Regions from separate parts of the Mus musculus genome. Here regions 2 and 3 are each linked to region 1. The links are chromatin contacts, called in public HiChIP or PLAC-seq and promoter capture Hi-C maps. All regions are on one chromosome and are shown on one strand. Each heading gives the region's core, a stretch centred on a gene start, on an enhancer-like site or on the middle of the called end of the contact. The rest is flanking DNA. Distances are from core to core; before and after follow the strand shown. Region 1 has its middle 32 kb from the start of Itgb1bp2. Region 2 holds the start of Nlgn3 (neuroligin 3). Region 3 holds the start of Ogt (O-linked N-acetylglucosamine (GlcNAc) transferase (UDP-N-acetylglucosamine:polypeptide-N-acetylglucosaminyl transferase)).

Region 1 (4,152 bases), core at 1,206-3,705:
TGGAAGGATCTTGGACCTGATTAATGATGCTTGGCGGGAAAATAAGCTGCCGTAAGAGGATGTCACCATTTCACTGAGCCCGAGCAAGACAACGGCGGCACCACAGAGTCTGTGAAAGAACAGAAGATTAAGTGGACAGACCTGGCCTTACAGGGCCTCCACAAGAATGTCCCACCCACCAGAAACTGATGCCGGGCTCCTTCCCATGGATGGAGTTTTCAAACATATGTGGATAGACAGTTTCCTGTCTCCAAATGCAGATCTTTAGGAATAAATCAACACTCAAAAGCAAAAAAAAAAAAAAAAAAAAAAATCCTTAGGAAAATTCTAAGGATGACCTTTATAGATTGAAATGTTTCCTGAATATTTCTCTCCTGCCCCCCTGTTTCTGTCTCGTCTCTGTATGTCTTCCCCCACTCCTCTCCACTCACAGAGATCTCCCTACATCTGCCTTCTGAGTGCTACGATTAAAGTGTGCCACACACAACCTAAATTCCTCTTTTGATAAAACAGTGTTTTTCTCGGGCAGTGTACTGTTTTAGTAAGTTGGAGTCAGTGCCACAAAGTGCAGCTTCTTATGTGACATTGCCTATTCTAAGTGGACTCCTTTGTATCTGACTTCATTCACTTAGCCTGTTTCAAGGTTGATTCATGTTCCCTAATGCCACCTTTGTTGTTCCAAATGACAAAATTTAATTTTTATCATATGTATTTTGTGTGTGTGCACACACACCATATGTGTGCCACAGTATGCATGTGGAGGTCAGAGGACAATTTGCAGAAGTTGGCTCTCACTTGCAGCCATGTGGGTCTGACGGACTGAACTTGGTTGTCTGAATTGTCAGCAAAGACATTTACCACCTAAACCATCTCACTGGCCCCCAGAGGTTCTTATTTCAAACCTAAATAGGGTTTCATTCTGTGCACACATATTACCTTTTCCCTTATCCATTCATCTGTGCATGTGTGCTTAGGCTGAGCTCTACAATTTGGCTATTGTGAGTAGTGCTGCAATTACTGGATTTTCTCAATTATAGTTAAATTTGATGAAGCAGAGAGCAGAATGGTGATAAGTGGATTCTGCGAGGCATAGAGAAAGTGGGGAGATGATAGGCAATGGTCTGAAGTAGAATGAATATGTTTAATTTTCTTTGAGATATATATTGTGTGTTGAATATAGTAAACAATAGTGTACTGTACATTTTCAAATGGTTAGGAGGCCTGAGAGTGTAGCACAGTGATGGAGTGCTTTAGTAGCATGGATTTGTCACATGCAAAACACTGTATCACTGACAGGTGCTACATCCCCAGCATCAGGACCACAGTTTTCATTACTCAAGCTTTGCAGTGAGTTTTGAAATCCATAAGTAAGTCCTCTGAACATTCTTTGGTTTTTATTGTTTTAGTAGTATGTTGTCTACTTGCGGTTCCTTTGGACCCTGTATTATTATTAGGGTGGGTTTTATAACAACATGTTTTTGAGACAGGGTATACTGGATAGTTTTCTATCAACTTGATACAAGTTAGAGAGGAAGGAGCCTCAGTTGAGGAAATGTCTCCATGAGATCCAACTGTAAGGTGGTTTTTCAATTAGTTATCCATGGGAGATAGCCCAACCTATTGTGGGTAGTGCCATCCCTAGGTTGGTGGTCCTGGGTTCTATAAGAAAGCAGGCTTTTGCCAGGTGGAGGTGATGCTCACCTTTAATCCCAGCACTTGGGAGGCAGAGGCAGGCAGATTTCTGAGTTTGAAGCCAGCCTGGTCTACAAAGTGAGTTCCAGGACAGCCAGGGCTATACAGAGAAACCCTGTCTCGAAAAACCAAAAAAGGAAAAAAAAATTGAATCTTCGGACCAATTAAGAAATCCTGTTAGAAAAATTCTAAACATAATTCTTGGGTTTTCCAATCAAAATCAGAAAGCCAGAAAACATTCTAAAAGATCTGTGTTCAGTCTTCAGACAGCCTTCTCTGGATAGCTGCTAGCAAACCTTCTGAAAGAGCTCTCTAAGTAATTCTTGGAATTTGAGGTCAGAAATCCTATTAGAAAAAAATTCTAAAAGAGCTTTGAAAAATTCTAAAAGAGCTGTGCTTGCTGTCCATGGATTTTTCTGACCAAAATCAGACATTCTGTTATAAAAAAAAATAGTGAAGAACCGTGTTTGCAGAGCTTCCCAGATACCTCAGCTTTCTACAGAAACAAATTCTAAACAGGAACTGCCGTCACTTTCTGCTAGCTCATCCCAACACAGACTAAAAGCCCAGTTTTCAAATACATATCAATCCGGTTATTTATTCCAGGTTCCCTCTTGACCATCCCAGGAATCAGCATTCCATGACCTTAGCCCCTTGATTGTTAAGAAGAGACAGCAACCGAAACACAGACAATTAGAGAGCTCAGTGGGACCTAGCCCTGGAATTACCATTCCAACCACGCCTCGACCTAGGCTGACCTTGAACTCAGGAATCTGCCTGTCTGGTCTGGATCGTTCTGGGTCCTGCTGCTCTGTTCCAGGGACAGGAACCAAGTCATGCAATGCAGTCCCTTACGTATGACCAAGCAGAACTTGGCATTATACACTACCTTTCAATCTATGATGAGGCATCTTTTTAATATATATTACATGTGTATGTATGTATACCTGCATCTCTGTATCTGCCCTATGTGCCTGAAGTTCCCATGTAAGCCAGAAGAGGCTAGCAGATCCCCTGGCTTTTGTAATTTTCACTGCCAGTAATAGAAATGCATTCACACTTTAAAAAAGAAACTGGATCCAGCCAGGCAATGATGGCACACCCCTTTAATTCCTGCACTTGGGAGACAGAGGCAGGTGGATCTCTATGGATTTGAGTCCAACCTTGTCTATAGAGCTAGTTCTGGGACAGCCAGGGCTATGCAAAGAGAACCTGTCTCAAAAGAAAAAAAGAAAAGAAAAGAAACTGGATCTGTGATCTAGGGAGATGGTTCTCTGGGTCAAATGTACCTGCGTAAAGCTGGCGATAGCACCATATATCTGGAGCCCCATTGCTAGGCTGGAGTTACAGATCTCTGTATCCCTGGGGCTCGCTCACTGGCCAGACAGTTTAGTTCAATCAGTGAGCTTCAGGTTCAGTGAGAAATCCTGTCTCAAAGAAAAGGTGTAAGGCAATAGGGGAAAACTTCCACATGTATGTGTATCCTATACACAAACCTATGTAAACATATACCACCAAACATACATATACACAGACTTTTGTATATACAGAGCCTGGATTTGAGCTAGGTGACCATAGGGTTGTACACTATAATCCTAGCACTTGGGAGGCTGAGGCAGGAATATTGCTTTGTGTTTCTAGTCAGCCACAGCTACATAGTAAGACCGTGTCTCAAAAACAAAACAAAGTAATGCTAACATATAAAAACAGAGCCAGGGAGATGGTTCAGTGGATATTGGTTCATTTCCTGCCAAGTCTGAGTACCTGTGTTTGATACACAGAATCTACATGTTACCCTCTGACTTCAACATGTGCACTGTATGTGGAAACACAAATGTAGACATATGTGTGTGCACACACACATACATACATACATACATACATACATACACACACACTAAATGAATGTGAGAATTTTTTTGTTTTAAAACATTAAAAATGGGGGCTGGAGAATGGCTCAGCAGTTAAAAGCACTGACTGTTCTTCCAGAGGTTCTGAGTTCAAATCCCAGCCATCATATGGTGGCTCACAACCATCTGTAATGGGATCTGATGCCCTCTTCTGGTGTGTCTGAAGACAGCAACAGTGTACTCACATTCATAAAATAAATCTTTTTTAAAAAAACATTAAAAACAAGAAAAAGATATTTGGCCCTGACTGGCCCAAGAAATTGTGCCATAGTCTTCTGAATGTCCGAGTGAACATCATCTCACCTGGCTACCATTTGATCTTTTTCAATACTGGAAAGTGAACCCAAGGCCCTGCACTCTACCACTGAGCTACATTACCGGTCCCTTTTTTATTTCAATACAGGTCCTCAAGCAGGGCGGTGGTGGTGCATGCCTTTGATCCCAGCACTTGGGAGGCAGAGGCAGGTGGATTTCTGAGTTCGAGGCCAGCCTGGTCTACAAAGTGAGTTCCAGGACAGCCAAGGCTATACAGAGAAACCCTGTCTCAAAA
Region 2 (4,152 bases), core at 792-3,291, 180 kb before region 1:
CCTTATGAATATGAGCCCTTCTACCCTGACAGTCTCTCATTTTTCACAGATACCCAGCCACAGCCCAGCACCAACATATTTGGACGCTACTGAGTCACCTGGAGGAACTGCTTGTACACTGGATGTGGCCCAGCCTTTCTGCTTAATTCCCAGTCCCCTTCCTGGGCGAGCTCCAGTAGTGGTTGGGGTCCTTCCCTCAGGCTCCATTTTTAATGAATTTTTAGTATTTTTGTTAATGTGAAACATTGAACTGTTGGGTTTTGTATATTATTTATATAGAGATCCTAGAGCTGCTGCACTCAATACACAGAGCTTCTTTGCAAAAGAAGTGTGTGAATGTACACATGGAAGGGTCTCCTGTGAGAGTACCGGGGAAAGGATGAATCACTAAGAAGCTTCATGCCTTCTGCATCGTCTCCCTCCTCACCCTCTGCCTTTGCATTTCTGAGTTCTCGCTGCACTGCTACACTTGGTTCCCTGCTCGAAAGCAACCCGAATGAGCTCCAAGCCCTTGGTCCTCAACTCAACAGTGCAGCTTCATGACAGCCTTTTTCCCACTGGGGATGTGCCACTAGAGGGGGGGCTCATTGGGCTGGAGAGAAACCAGTGCAACCCCATCATCCTTCCACAACACTCCAGATGAGAGTAGGGTAGAGATGCCAGACAATGCCTGTCATTGTGTCGTCTCATGTAGTCCCCACAAATACACCAAGCTAACTAGAGAACTTCTCTGAAGGGAACATTTCTAAATAGTTGCTGTCTGTGCGCATGAGATGGCATGTGATGTGACAGAAGTTCCGACTAGTTCTAGCAGGAAGAGAGACAAGCAGGATGCCACACCTGTTTCTCCCTGACCTGCTGGAACCCCATGTTTTCATACAACCCACCTTGGCAGTTTCCCAGAGTGACTGTTTCTCACTCTCAACCCAAAATTTCCTTCAGAGTCACTTTTGAAACAAGGGCTGGGCTGGTCTCACCATCTCTGTGGTCTGTTTGCCTTAGGCCCTCAATCCAAGGCTGCGCTGGGGGCCCCAGCTACTTTATGACAATTTCTGCTCAGCTAGGACTAGAAGAAGTCTACATTAGTCTGGTGGTTGGGTGATAACTGGAGGGTACCCCCAGGTTGGGTGATAACTGGAGTATACCCCCAATCTATAATTACACCCTATCACTGGGAGGTGTCAGTTATGCCCTTAAAAGCTTGAGTGCCAACTGATGAATATCCAAGTCATTTTTAAAAATATCTCTGAGCCCACAAAGCCCATCTACATACAGGACTTCCTCAAGTCGTGAGAAAGGAACGGGGCTCCCAGGTATGGTAAAGCCAGCACAACTGAAGCAGTTTTTTTCTTGACTTGCTCTATCCTGGAAGCAGCCCAAGGGGTAGAAGTTTGGCTAGGATAAGGGACGTTCAGCAGGGATTTAATGGTGTATGTGTGCTAGGTCAAGTGGATAGGTGTATTACATATAGAAACTAGATAAAAACATTAGCTATTGGGGTGGGGGTAGAAACCAGAATGGGGCGAGAACTGGTCTTTTGAGACTGAATCCAATCCACCTTGACAGAAGCAGCAGAAGTGAATGACATTGACCTCTGGGAGGTAACAGGATGAGGGAAAAGTGACCCCACTGGTGATTGCACCTTGGGTGGTGCTGGTGCTAAGGAGAGGTGATGCTTGCCAAATGAGGGCTTTGTGGCAAGAAACTGGATCTTCTCCATACAGTGCCTCAGTTTCTCCCTGTATCAAGGTCTCAAGCTTTGCCGATAAAGTTTGGATTTGTTTTCCTGGAAAATCACCTACCTGTCTGATAGCTTGGAATGTGAGGGTGGGGGACAGGAGCAGAGCTTGCCTGACGTGGTGGGTGTGTGTGTGTGTGTGTGTGTGTGTGTGTGTGTGTGTGTGTGTGTGTGTGTGGTGGGGGGATTGGGCCATGCCCCAGGACTTGAGCCATCACTGGCACAAAAGGAGTTAATGCCAGGGACCGCGCCCCCCCCACCCCGTGTCCGGGCACGCGCAGCGCGCCCCCTTGGTGCGCGGGCACAGCAGCCAGGCTGCCGGAGAGCTGATCTCGGAGATTCGGGTGCGGAGCCCTTGGCCTGGAGGCGATATGGGTGGTCCGTGGCCTGGTTCAATCGTTTGCAGCCGCCTAGGGAACAGGTGAGGCCGCCTGCTTCGGTCTCTCATCCTCTAGCTGCCCATACCTTTCCCAATCCTGTCCCCTCCCAATCCCGGGTCCCTCCACCTCCCCGGCCAGTGGCTCCCATCCTTCTCAACCCCGTGTTCTCCATAGGTACCCCTGACCTCCCGGCCCTCCCTCACTTTGCTTCTCTCCTCTACCTCCTCCCTAAATCCTGCATCCCTATCATCCTTCCGCCCATGGTTTCTCTATTTCTATCATCCAGCCTGCATGCTCACCAAAAAATACCCCTAACCAGAGCCCCCAGCCCCATTCAAGGATTGCACATTGCCAATACCCTCTCTCCTGCAGTGCACCCCCACACCCCTTCCATCATAGCATCTTACAGCCAGGTTCCCTCCCCCACTCTCTGCAGCCCCCCCACCCAATGGAGGCCTTTATTCTAGCCTCCCCATTCTAAGGCAATTTCATCCTCTAATATCGTTCCAAACCCACATAGCCCCCAATACTGCAGTTCTCAACACTGATCCATTCCAGCACAATGCCCCTTGCCCAAGACTGCTCCAGCCCCCAAAGTCCCCTTAGATGCCATTCTCATCCCAGCATTGCTGCCTCCCTTGTCTTCTCCCAAATTGCAAGTTGGACCAGAATGGAGATCTTGGCCTTGGGAACTAACTCACAGTGGGTCCTAGGGTACAGAGGGCATTTGGGGGTCGGTTGGTTTGTCTAGGTGTTCACCAGAGGGAGGGGCTGCAGCGAATTGACTCAACAGGGGAATTTGGCATTTGGCGCGGAAGGGTTACGGGAGAGGAAGGCCTCTAGAAAGGGTTAATGGAATTTGTGAGGTGGGGGCAGCATCGAGGGGGTTAATGGGGGGGTGCTGGCGGGGAAGCTGTGTGAATGAGCGGTCTGTGCCCCAGAGTTGCCATGGAGACGGTGAATGGGGGGATTGTGTGAACTCAGCTGCGGACTAACCCCCCCCCCATATACACACCCACCCACTCCCTCCTGCCCCACCTCCCTACTCCTACCCCTTCTTTCCCCTTCCCCTTCCCCTCCACCTCTCCACCCGGGTGCATTCTGGGCAGTGTCTGGGATCTCCCCACCCCATACTTTGCTCCCCATTTCCTCTAAGCCCCCATCCCTTTAGTCACTTTACCCGCCTGCCTGCTTTCCTCCCCATCTTTCTCTGTCTCTTGTCTCTCCCTCCTTCTCTGTCTCTGTCTCTCTCTGTCTCTCCCTCCCTGTCTCTGTCTTTCTCTGTCTCTCTTTCACACACACACACACACACACACACACATTCTCATTCCCCTCCCATGGTGGCCGATTGCCGATTGCTGGTCGGTCCCAATCTCCCTCCCCCACCCCTTCAGCCACTTCTTAAAGGAACAGGCCTGAAATCTCGGAAGGCGGGAGAAATGGGGGAAAACTAAATGTGACTGTGTGTGTGTGTGTGTGTGCACGCGTGCGTGCATACACACAAATGTGTGCATGTGTGCACATTAAGTGTTTGTGTATCCATGTGGGACACACATGTCTGTGTGCCCGTGTATATGTGTTGACTGTAACTGTGTCAGAAGGCCTGTGTGTGTCTGAGCGTGTTGCTATTTCTGTTTCTGTCTCCACCTATGTGTCACCATTATGCCACTTGTGTCTGGATATTTACCTATGCGGGTATGTGTGATTTTGTTTCAGTAGGTCTCTGTGTGTGTGTGGCTCTGGCTGTGTGAGGCGGTCTGTCTTGGAATGTGGGACTAAATGAGGGAATCTCTGTGGGTTTGGAATATATGTCTCTGCCAGTGAATATTGCAGTGTCTGTGATCTTACCTTGGTCTCTTACTCCTTCTTTGAGTCTTTATGAATGTATGTCCCTATACACTGTTGTTTATTTCACACTGGTCTAGCATCCACAACGCCTAGTGTGCTCAGGAGATCCATTTTTGCCTTTGTTTCTGGCATTTGGTTTGAATGAAGGGCTAGGCAGCAGCAATGACAAAGGTTTAAGGACTCCGC
Region 3 (4,152 bases), core at 862-3,361, 160 kb after region 1:
AACAGACTCCAGGGGGATGCTACAGGATAGATAGGAAACTGTTGCACGGTAAATGGTGTTAGAGTAGTGGAGTTTGGAATTAGAATGGAAGCAGTTGATGTATTTTACAAAGGACTACAAATTTCAAATTGCTGCATAAAAAAGGAAAAGAGAAAAAGAGTAACTAGAAGAAAAAAAATGAAAGGAGCACAGAAGCACCCCACTCCCCGCATTGCCCAGTACCAGCCTCTGTCTTCAGACCCCCTCTAGTCTGAGGTTCCCTTTCCAGACAATAGATCAAATGGGCTTCATTAAAATAACCCTCGGTATTCTTATTAAGCAGCATTTTGGGTCTACCTAAGCATATTGGAACTCCTTGAGGGCAAAGAGTTTGTCTTTTTCATTTTATGTTTGCCACAGTGCCTCGGATATAGAGATTTTAGTAAATGTTAATTTGTTGGCTGAAGAAGTTAGGCTTGACTGGTAAATCCCTGGAACCAAACCTCCAAGATCCTATTATTGGAGGCTCCTGGACCAATTCCTTGAAGGAGTTTTCCTTCCTGAGCTACATGAGCCTCACAATCCAATTTTTTCATAGCAGCGTGAGACTCCTTTCAGATGAGGGAACCCCAGATCAGTTTTCTATGAGTCAAATAGCTGTCCGACTGGGAGCATGACCTGACATTTAACGACTTTTTACTTAATTAACTATCACGCACTAATCAAGAAGGCCTAAACATCTGCTAGTAGAATCTGAGTTGCCTTTCTTAATGAGGAAAAGCTGAGTTCTTTCAACAAAGGTGGATCACTTGGTGGGTTTGGGGCTTGCCAGGTGTATCAAATGAAAAGATAAGGCCAATCAATATCCAGGAGAGTTTGAATGGCAAGCTTTCTTTTTTACTACATGTTGTGGTTCTGTGGGGCAGAAGAAATGAACAATATTATCAACTTTTTCTGCACTCATAATCCAAAGTTCATAGGTTGTTTGGCAATCTCAAGAAACTGAAACAGCCTTTGAGGATTTGTTTTTTATTTCACCAAGGAGCTAGACAGCAAACATTTTTACACAAGCTCACTAATTTTTCCTAGATCAAAGAGTTTTGAAACGGAAAGACTCTAAGAGAGCTAACTGTAGTCCCCAGTGGCTTGTAATAATCACTTAGTGACGTGTCTTAAAACTGTCAAGGAACAAGGCAGGAAATATAAATTAATAACAATGTGACAAAAATGTCCAAACACTGGGCTTGAAACCGTAAGAGGATCCAAAGAGCTGTTTTGTCAAAGGAAGGCAATTGGAAATTCATTGTAGTTGTGTGGTTTAGGAAGAAGGCAAAGGAACACAGTTTGCTTTGTTGAATTGCCTTAAGCTCCAAGGCATTTGCAGTCCTTAATGATTCTGACGAAACAAGGTCACAATTCAGGATCAGGAATTTTGAGGAAAAAGGCATCCTCTTTAACATTTCTGTGGTTGCTTTTGACATGCAAACTCCTAGCATTTACCCTGTTACCATCCCGAATCTCACAAACGATTTTGAATTTTAGGGTTATATGGTTCAAATCGAACACATTTGGGTTCACTCAGCTCAGGGAGACTGTCCGTTTTTCTCATCAAAGTACTTAAATTCATGGGTGGAGTCTGAATCAAAAAGCATTCAAATCGAACCGGCTCCCCCATTGTTTTGAACAGCCCCGTCTCTGAAACGCAAATATTCGCGTTTACTTGCTTAGAACTAACACGTTGGTCGTGTAAACTACCCTTTTCTGTTGAATGGAGTTAATTAAACTTTTCTAGACGCTCTGACATTCTAACATCGACATCACTGACCAGGTAGTAGACTCGTACTTTAGCGCTTGCCAAAAAAAAAAAAAAAAAAAAAAAAAAAAAAAGTAATCGACGGGCGTTTTTTGCCCTTCCGCCTTGCTCTTAAAAACTTGCTGGCTCTTGCCCCATAGGGAGCCCTTAACCCGGAGTTGCCTAGACAGGGTTGTCGCATGCGCTCTCTACAGTCATGTTTGTCGCAATGGACCTTGGGCGGAAGGTTACGTAAGAGCAAATGACTTTGATTACAGTCACTTGGTCGGTAGTCTTGTTACGCGCTACCTCCGCGGGGTACTTGATTATAACAGAAAGTAGTTCCGGCTTGTGTTGTTTCGGTCGAGGAGCCCTCGCCGCCATTTCAAGACAGTGAGAGGTAGATGTCTACCAAGAGTTCCTAAGATTCGAGTTCAGTATTCTGTGCCGCCCCCTGAGCCCTTCAAAACACTGATACGGCTGCTGCCTTTTTTCTGCTACTTCTAGAACCATTCTTGTCAGTAGTGGCGGCAGTAGAAGTCAATTACCCCTTGTTCTATCTCAAGAAGCTCCAGATGGCGTCTTCCGTGGGCAACGTGGCCGACAGTACAGGTACTAGTGTCCCATTCTACTCTGGCAGACGTCCCTTTGGGGTCTGGCGCCGTCTTGTATCTTTCATTACTTCCCTCTGACCATCCCCATTACATCAGTGGCATTACTGAGCTCTCGAGTTCTACTGCTATCTGATCGGGTTTGGTGCTGCCGTCCGTTCGTAAACATTCTCTAGTTGCTTGCTTGCATTTTGCTTGCTTTGGGGGCTTTTTCGTTGTTGCTTTATCCCATCAGTGTTGTAGCCTTCTCTCTCGGGACGAATCTATAGCACACGTGCGCGCTTAGTGTGTCTTGGAATGGGCTGCATTGGAATCTCTGCAATTTCTGTCTCCCGTCGCAACTGTTTTCTCCCTCAATTTCAGCCCGTCGCTCCCTCCCGTGCGCTTCCACCTCCTCCCCAAAGCCCCTTTCCCTTAGCCACATTTGGTCCTCCTTTGCCAGGCTAGGGCGGGGATGCTATTTCGGTGTAATCCTAGCCTCACTTTGCATCAGGCATGACTAGCGAAGGCTCCTCGGTGTGCTTCCAAGTAGCACCAAGAAGAGCTACTTGAGCCCGCACCCCGCCGGGGCAGCGCCTTGTGTTCTTGGGTTGAGCGGCCCCGATTTAGGTTGGAAATTTCCAGGGGTTCTCTTAGCCATCACCCAATTGCACCCGCTGCCCCAGTACGGAGTTTCCTACCCTGGTCAGCCCTCCCTGCTTGTTGCAACCACACCCTTCCTCTGCGAACGTGCCAGCCCGACAGTCGTTTCTTATCCTCAGGGAAGAAACCACCTCGGTGTGTTGCTTGGCGGCGACCACCCTGCCCGCCCTCCTAATTCTCTTTCTTTGTGTTACTTTCTCTATGTATTCCTCCGCCATGGCCTCTGGGTTTTCATCCCCATTCTTTAGCCCAGTATCTCTTTATCCATAGGGTGTGCATTATTATTTCTTTTTTAAGTTTCCATCCTTGCTTGAAGAGTTTGTAAAGCAACTGGAGTGTAGCTGCACAAGTGCAAAGCGGTTGCCTCTTTTCAACGATGCATCTCCAAGCCTTTGCTACAGAAAATAAGAAAACAACCAAATTGTAGGAGTGTCCTTCAACTGCCTTTCCAGATTGAGGCTGTTTGGGGCGGGAGGGGATGGGGAACCAGGCTGCAGCTCTAAGGTTCCCGAGAGGTTATTGTTTCTCAGTGTCTAGGTTTTAGTTGACGATTTTGAATATTGTGAGATAAATAGATGACTCTAAAATAGTATCTCATCCTTAATAGATGGGAATGGGATCAAGATTTCCACCTTTCTGTTTCCCCATCATGATTTTCAAAAATGTAAGATTCTGTCGTAGGTTTTTGTAAGAACTTGCTCTTTTCTGACTGTTAACTTTATTTGAAGAAATGGTCATTTCCAGTATTAAAAGAGCAGATATGTGACTTTGGAAAGTGATAGGTAATGTGCTAAATTTAGGAGCTAGAAAGTGCTACGTTCTTGTCTAACATGTAATTTTCTAGTTGATCTTCTAGCTCCAACCTCAGATTTGGACACAAATATTTTTGGTCTTTGTTTTTGTGGTTAGCTGTGCAGAAATTGCTCTGGTATGGGAAAGCCTGGCTCAAATTTGAGCTTGTCCCCATGACCTTGGTTAAAATTAAGTACCAGGTCTGTGGTTTCCCATTCTAATCTCTAGAGTGTTATCCTTGAATTCCTAATAATGAATTATTGTGGAGATAAATGTTTACAGCCGAGCCTTAGGCGAGCACCTGGATTTTGGCTTTTATTATGTTAACTAAATCAA

The links. Promoter capture Hi-C pulls out the DNA fragments that hold promoters and counts their contacts. HiChIP or PLAC-seq counts read pairs in DNA pulled down with a chosen protein or histone mark.
Region 2: a contact with region 1 is called in a promoter capture Hi-C map of embryonic stem cells. The contact joins the promoter of Nlgn3 here to the enhancer-like site in region 1. A contact is called at or near these places in 10 of 39 promoter capture datasets (the 3T3-L1 cell line, the HPC-7 cell line, the SN4741 cell line and 7 more), 1 of 115 datasets of contacts at active chromatin or transcription factors (embryonic stem cells) and 3 of 9 other capture datasets (adipose tissue, liver and pancreatic islet).
Region 3: a contact with region 1 is called in an H3K27ac HiChIP or PLAC-seq map of embryonic stem cells, with 11 read pairs. The contact joins the promoter of Ogt here to the enhancer-like site in region 1. A contact is called at or near these places in 1 of 39 promoter capture datasets (pre-B cells) and 3 of 115 datasets of contacts at active chromatin or transcription factors (astrocytes, embryonic stem cells and microglia).

The regions. Positions count from the first base shown.
Region 1 is chrX:101,479,371-101,483,522 of GRCm38.p6, forward strand. It overlaps the pseudogene Gm14843. Among named protein-coding and RNA genes, the nearest start is that of Itgb1bp2, 32 kb to the left of the region's middle. Within about 2 kb of position 2,456, at least 10 of the 459 cell types and tissues checked have an H3K27ac peak or open chromatin away from gene starts, as enhancers often do. A contact at or near this core is called in embryonic stem cells, where this site is marked.
Region 2 is chrX:101,297,138-101,301,289 of GRCm38.p6, forward strand. It overlaps Nlgn3 (neuroligin 3), which reads left to right and starts at 2,042. Exons shown (of 7, transcript NM_172932.4): 1 at 2,042-2,159. It overlaps Med12 (mediator complex subunit 12), which reads left to right. Exons shown (of 45, transcript NM_021521.2): 45 at 50-1,797. The coding sequence ends at 93.
Region 3 is chrX:101,637,940-101,642,091 of GRCm38.p6, forward strand. It overlaps Ogt (O-linked N-acetylglucosamine (GlcNAc) transferase (UDP-N-acetylglucosamine:polypeptide-N-acetylglucosaminyl transferase)), which reads left to right and starts at 2,112. Exons shown (of 22, transcript NM_139144.4): 1 at 2,112-2,383. The coding sequence starts at 2,347.